2 separate regions of the Xenopus laevis genome follow, and region 2 is linked to region 1. Evidence: chromatin contacts called from public Hi-C data. All regions are on one chromosome and are shown on one strand. The core of a region is the stretch at or near the end of the contact, and the rest is flanking DNA. Distances in the headings are between cores, read along the strand shown.

Region 1 (3,180 bases), core at 194-2,693:
AAATAAAATCCAATACAAATCTCTACACAGTCGCCAATTGCTCTACAGGGAAACAAACAAAGCTGCTTGAGTTCTGCATGGCTGGGAAGTAAGGGGGGCTCCCCCTGCTGTACATAAGTATGATTGTTTCCCTGCAGAGCAGTTAGGGACCGTCTGACAATTCCTATCCACAGCAGGAAATGAAGGGAGAATTTCACTGCATACAGTCAGGTTTCTTATAAAAACAGTGCATATTTTTTAATTAAAGTATATTGGAGATAGGTTTCTTTTTCATTAAAGAAAGTAAAAATTGGATTTAATTTTTTTGCCTTTACATGCCATTTACGTGGTAAATGAGGAATCAATCTTGAGTAGGGGGGTCCAACCTGCACAGTCCTACCACCAACACCACCACCATCACCATCAGTACTACGAAGTAGACTCATGATTTGCTAAGGAATGCCATATTCTTAAGCAAGTCCCGTTGTCTCCCAGTTACCCACACACTATATACTGATTTGGCTGTTTAGGGCAGCAAATAAAAGCAAATGGTAGGTTGCTGAACTGGTGCAGTTTGGTGCATGTTACCAAATAAATTTTAATTTTATACATGCATGGCACTGATGCCGCCAATAAGGAATTGTTTTACTGTGTAGTTTGCCAGCAAATATGTCTTTTTCCAGGACATATGGGAAGAGCTGAGTAGATATCACTGCAAGGAACCTTAAACACACAGTAAACCTGCTTAGCTTATATTGGGCATCAAGTATTTGCCAGCTGGTTTTCTGATTGTTTATACTGTCTGTGCGACTGACATTGACTGAGTCAGGACCAGTCTGATTACTCTTTGTCGACCTACAGGTTCTATAGGTCTGGGCTGGACTTTTTTGCTGTACGGTGGGGTGGGCCTCCTGGCCATTACCTTCATCTACTTCTTCATTCCTGAAACCAAAGGACAGTCCCTGGAAGAAATCGATCAACAGTTGTCAGCGAAAAGGTATGGATATTAGTTACCTGCTCTTATACTAACCCATCGTCTATCATTCCATTCTATAATAATAACAACAATAATTACATTGGAGAACATTACTGGTGGGCAGTTGGTCAACACTTGAGGTCAGTGGGTGAAGTAGTCCAGCCATCTACATACAGTACCTCCAACTTAGGTAGATGCTTCTCTCTGGCCCAAGCTACATCATATATGATCAGGTATCTTAACCTCTTCTAATCAAGGACAACCCTATCTGCAGTGTGGCTATTGCTGGGATACTGGAGTGGGCTTCCTAAAGCTTTGGGCTCACCACTCTCGAGGGTCCTTATTGTATTTTGGAATGGACTGAGCAGAAAGGGTTGGCTGAAGCCAGTCTCTTGCAGCTGGACCATATAAGGTTTTATGGCTGCACCACTGGGATTACTACTAGTTGTTAGAATAGCTGCTGAATTTGAATAGGTGCTTTAGAGACAGTCCTGCAACATGTTTATGCATTTTATGTATAGAAGACCCGCAGTTCAGGTCAGGTTTGGGTGGCTGCTATAGGTAGTTAGGTGGAGTGAATAGGGCAGATCATTCCCTTCTGTTATATAATGCCAGTATCTCCCTTTCTTAGTTTCTTTTCCCTTCATAATGCCCTAAATACCCCATATATATTATTCTTGCAATAAAAAGGTTTGTTGACCAGGTGTGGTATTTAGTTAGAAGTGTGCAAATGTACAGGCTGGTGTGGGTTCGGAGATGGGAAATGCAAATGTTTAGCTTTAGTGACAAAGGATTTCTTCAAACATTGCAGTCTTTTAGCCCAGTCCACTGCTTAAATTACTAACTACCTGCCCCTCCCCCTGTAAGCTTTCATCAGTGTACTAGCCCCACCCACTGCTTGCATAACAGACTTCCTGCTCCTCCCCCTGTAAGCTTCCATCTGACTGTACTTGCCCCACCCAGTGCATGCATTACAGACATCCTGTCCCCCCTAAGCTTCTATCTGCGTGTATTAGCCCCACCCTGTGCTTGCATTATAGACTTCCTGTTCCTCCCCTGTAAGCTTCCATCAGAGTGTACCAGCACCACCCTGTGCTTGCATTACAGCCTTCTTTTCCCTCCCCCTGTAAGCTTCTATCAGTGTTATAACCCCACCCTGTGCTTGCATTACAGACTTCATGTCTCCCCCTGTAAGCTTCCATCAGAGTATACTAGCACCACCCTGTGCTTCCATTACAGACTTCTTGTTCCTCCCACTGTTAAGCTTCCATCAGAGTGTACCAACCCTACCCTGTGCTTTCATTACAGACTTCCTGTCTCTCCCCCTGTAAGCTTCCATCAGAGTGTACTAGCCCCACCCAGTGCTTGCATTACATACTTCCTGTCCCTCCCCCGTGAGCTTCCATCAGAGTGTACCAACCCCACCCTGTGCTTGCATTACAGACTTCCTGTCCCTCCCCCGTGAGCTTCCATCAGAGTGTACCAGCCCCACCCAGTGCTTGCATTACAGACTTCCTGTCCCTCCCCCTGTAAGCTTCCATCAGAATGTACTAACACCACCCTGTGCTTGCATTACAGACTTCCTGTCTCTCCCCCTGTAAGCTTCCATCAGAGTGTACTAGCCCCACCCTCTACTTGCATTACACACTTCCTGTATCTCCCCCTGTAAGCTTCCATCAGAGTGTACTAACCCCATTCTGTGCTTGCATTACAGTCTCCCTGTCCTTCCCCCTTGAAGAATTTGGTATAATGTCTATAAAGTTTTAATAAGGCTGGGGGAAACCATGTTTCTTACGCTCATGGCTTCCTGCTGTTTTTCACTATAGTCGCTTAAAGCCAGCTAACCAGGAAGTGAGTGGCGCAATGGAGAAGCGTTTCCCCCAGGCCTCAGGAAAACAGCACATGCAATAACATGTTATCAAGGTATGGGGTGGCTCGATGCCATGTTAACAATTCACATTTCCTTTTTGAACTGATGGAACTGTGTGCTCACCACATTTTATTTACAATCGTCACCCATTTTCCATTGTTCTTGGTCTGTGGTGGTGGTGTAACTATTCGCCGAACCACATATGCTTATCCCATGGAAAATATTTGCGGTAGAGACATGGTTTGGCAGACTCTGTCTACAATCCACACAAAGCCTTTGTATCTTGCCTTCTGAAGCCTGGCTTTTATTATTGTGGGTGGCTCTGTTTGGCAATAGGCATATTTTTGTTTTCTTA
Region 2 (3,463 bases), core at 404-2,903, 370 kb after region 1:
GAATTTGCCTCCCGTGAAAATACACAAGGCCTAGAGTGTTGGGGGAAGGGAGTGAATTCTCATAGCTATGACTTGCCTGTACTTATGTTTTCCTTTAAAATGTCAAATATATCTTATAATGTACAACCTGTTTCCTACAAATTAAAAAAAAAGTAGGGGATGAGGATCCCCAGCATGCACTTATATAGATTGCAAACTAAGTACAAAAACAGCTGATTAAAGTCTCCACGAAAGTAACACAAATACACAATTCTCTCTGGCAGATACCACATCCTTTTGTTTAGTGGGCTGGAAAAAAATGATTTACAAAAGGATTTGTTGTGTCATTTCAGAGTCCCGACTGAACAAAATTATATTTATAAAAAAAAAAAAAGAAATGAAATCAGCACTTAAATATAGAAAAAAAAAAATGTTTTCTGGCATGTGATCAGCAGGAAGTAACAGCAGACCCTGAAAGACGGATTAATCACAAAAAAACCTCATACACACCAAAAATAAAAGAAAAAAACAGCAACTTAGATAGTTACTTCTTTACTATGAAGCTAAACACAAAAAATCTGACAAATATTCCTGCCAGCTCTGTAAATGTAATTTTCAGTTTAAAGAAAAATTCCAGAGACGTTGCAGCAGTCATTACATAGTTACTTAACCCTTGTTCACATTAGTGAAGGCCCATATGCTTCGTCTCTATCAGGCCTTTCCAGTAATTTACAGCTAAAAAGATAAAAATAGCCATGCTGCCTAGGAAATATTCTCCCCTGTTTATAATCTACATCCAGGAAAGTACAAAAGCCCCCCCTGAAAAAATGTAACTGACTATTTTGTACTAAAACAAAATGACAGGCAAGCAGCTATAGCCAAAATACACTCAGACAAAAAAAATACAAAAAAAGTGTTCAGTACTTACTGTGTTAAATCCATATTAGTTTGTTGCTGTGAGGTATGCTACATCCAGATTTAAAATGGTATAAGAATAAAAAAAAAGTATTCCAGGGAAGGTGCAGGAATATAATAAACAAGTCCTCAATGTATAAAAATGTTAAAAAACAAAAAATACCTTGGGGCAAATCAATCCAGGATGCAGGCTAGGCCCCAAATCTAACCCAGGCATTAGTAAGAAGGGTTTCCTGCCATACAGTATAAAGTGTTTTTTGTTTTAATTTTTCCTTGAAGGCCTTGACTTTTCTTCTAGTGAGAGAGAAGATAAACTTGCCTGATGCTTAAGTTGCCAGCCTCCTGCGTTTGGCTTCCTTGGGGGCTGCTTAATGTTTGTGCTTTGCCAGACTCCATGTTCTCCCCAGCAGCATGTGACAATAATGAAGGGAGAGTGCTCTTCCTTGGCTTGGCTTTTGTGAAAGACTAGGGTAAAAAAACACCACCTTTTTCACTGGGAGAAAAGATTAAAAAAAAATTAAAAAAAAAAGTTATGCCCAAGTTCCTTTAGCACAAGTTAAGCTCTAGCCAGAGTAAGCAGTTTGGCTCATGGCATCCAGACCATGTGACCCAAAGAAAGCACATTTACACTGTAGATATAAAGTGAGTTTTGCACGACAAGTCGCCGAGATGTGACCTGCAAAAGCCCAGTTTGTACATCCATGAGATGGGTAGACAATTTTCAAAAAACAAAAAGCAAGGCTTACCTCTGTGGATGCATTGTAACACAGTGTTATGTCAATACTTATAAAACATGGAGGACAGAGTCTCTGTACTCAGACAGAAAAGGGTTTGGCACTTCAGCTTGATGATCTGTCTCCTTCATAGAAGCCGGGGCAGGATTGGGTGCTTACACAAATCCTAATGTCACGCTTCAGGCCATTGGCTGAAACACTTCCTGAGTGATTATCTTTGTGCAGCTCTGGAAAGCAAAAGGCATCCTGTGCAAGGGAAAAAAAAAGACAGGCTAAGTTAGGCCTTTTTTTTTTTCAACAGCAAAAGACATGTGTTTTAAAAGATCTCCCGAATACGTTACATTTTACAGAAATAAACCCAGGGGTTTTATTCTCATCTACTTGAGGTTTGGAACAAGGAGGACGAATTAAAATAAAAAGCACTGCTATTGAGCCTGCTAAAATAAAAAGACATGATCTGTACATGATTTTTATGATTTTTATGATCATATTATTACATTTAAAAAAAAACCCAAAGGCATGCAGATTCGCAGGAATAATGTTGTGTGATAAGGAGAATGTCAGTAGCAATGTTGTATGGAGGCCAAAAGCACAAAACCCCTGACCACAAACCTTCAGGACACTTTGCTGGCAGCGGCACTGGACTCCTCTTGCACCTTGGGTAAAGAAAGCAGCAGAAGGGTAAATAAAAATCAGTTCACAAAAGGCACAGCAATCTCATGACTAAAGCTCAGAGTGTCAGTTTCATTCAGCAAAGCAAACCTTTTTTTTTTTTTATAATGCCCCATCCTCCCAAGGCCTCCGATTCAAACTGTCTTTAAAGCAACAGACAGAAGGGGGGGGGGGACAAAAGGGGGGAAAAGGCTTCCGCTGTAGCTGAGTGTGAACTGCAGATTTTTAACTCTGCAAGGTCTGTTTTTCATATGAGAGGGGTCCAGGTATCTGTGCAAACGAAGAGACAAAGCCTATTTGTATGTAAATGAATCTCTTTTGCACTTTAATTAACGCTGGGTCACAGCCACCCTCTTTAACAAACAAAGAGAGAAACTGCAAGATAAAACAGCTGAATTTTTATAGCCCTACTTAATCTCTAGGCAAGGTATGTTGTACTCATGTCAGGTAAGTAGCCTCCTATAGGCTTATACCTTGTTACACAGCTACACATCAACACAGGGCATTCCTGGTTTATCATTAAAGAATAATTTGAATATCATTGATTCACCTTTCCAGACTTATAGTATTTCCCACAGTTCAACAAAAGCAACAGCCGGCTATAAATTTATACAGAGATGCCCCTCCTATTGTGAAAATGCCTGTAGGGAGACCTAATGGAGGCTATAAAAGGGCCAACCAGGTAGAATTAAACACAATTGCCAGATGGATGGACTCCCTTCCTACTGTTCCAGTCCTTCGTTGCAAAGACCGGACTTTTTTAAAAAAAATATTATTGGTATGTGTATTGCCGGATATACAGTATACTGGCCCTTTGACCAAAGACTGGACAAGCAGGTTATTGACAAATTTGGCTACAAAGATTGGCCAATACAGGGCTGATCCAATCATTCCTGGGGTTGTCATTAATCTATTTAGATGATGATGGCTTTCAAACCCACAAAAGCAGATTTCAGCCCTAAATGATCTGCCCTCATACCTCTATCACCATAATGGTGGCCCGGACTGGCAATCTGTGGGTTCTGGCAAATGCTAGAGGGGCTGCTATAAGATGCCATAAAAGTCAGTATTTTGTGGGCTGGTGGGGGATGTTTGGACCTCTGTGTGGGCTGATTGGGCCTCTGTTTACATGAAATGCCAGGGCCTATTTTAATTCTCAGTCC

What was found. A called contact is a pair of places that touch in the nucleus more often than the background predicts.
Region 2: a Hi-C map of the XTC cell line shows a contact between it and region 1, with 5 times the contacts expected there. The contact joins the promoter of zmynd8.S here to the enhancer-like site in region 1. A contact is called at or near these places in 2 of 4 Hi-C or Micro-C datasets (the XL177 cell line and the XTC cell line).

The regions. Positions count from the first base shown.
Region 1 is chr9_10S:8,181,623-8,184,802 of Xenopus_laevis_v10.1, forward strand. It overlaps slc2a10.S (solute carrier family 2 (facilitated glucose transporter), member 10 S homeolog), which reads left to right. Exons shown (of 7, transcript NM_001092560.1): 6 at 841-976. Among protein-coding and RNA genes, the nearest start is that of slc2a10.S, 9.5 kb to the left of the region's middle. Within about 2 kb of position 1,444, at least 2 of the 7 cell types and tissues checked have an H3K27ac peak or open chromatin away from gene starts, as enhancers often do.
Region 2 is chr9_10S:8,549,175-8,552,637 of Xenopus_laevis_v10.1, forward strand. zmynd8.S (zinc finger, MYND-type containing 8 S homeolog) reads right to left here and starts at 1,654. Exons shown (of 21, transcript NM_001177440.1): 1 at 1,641-1,654. The coding sequence starts at 1,654.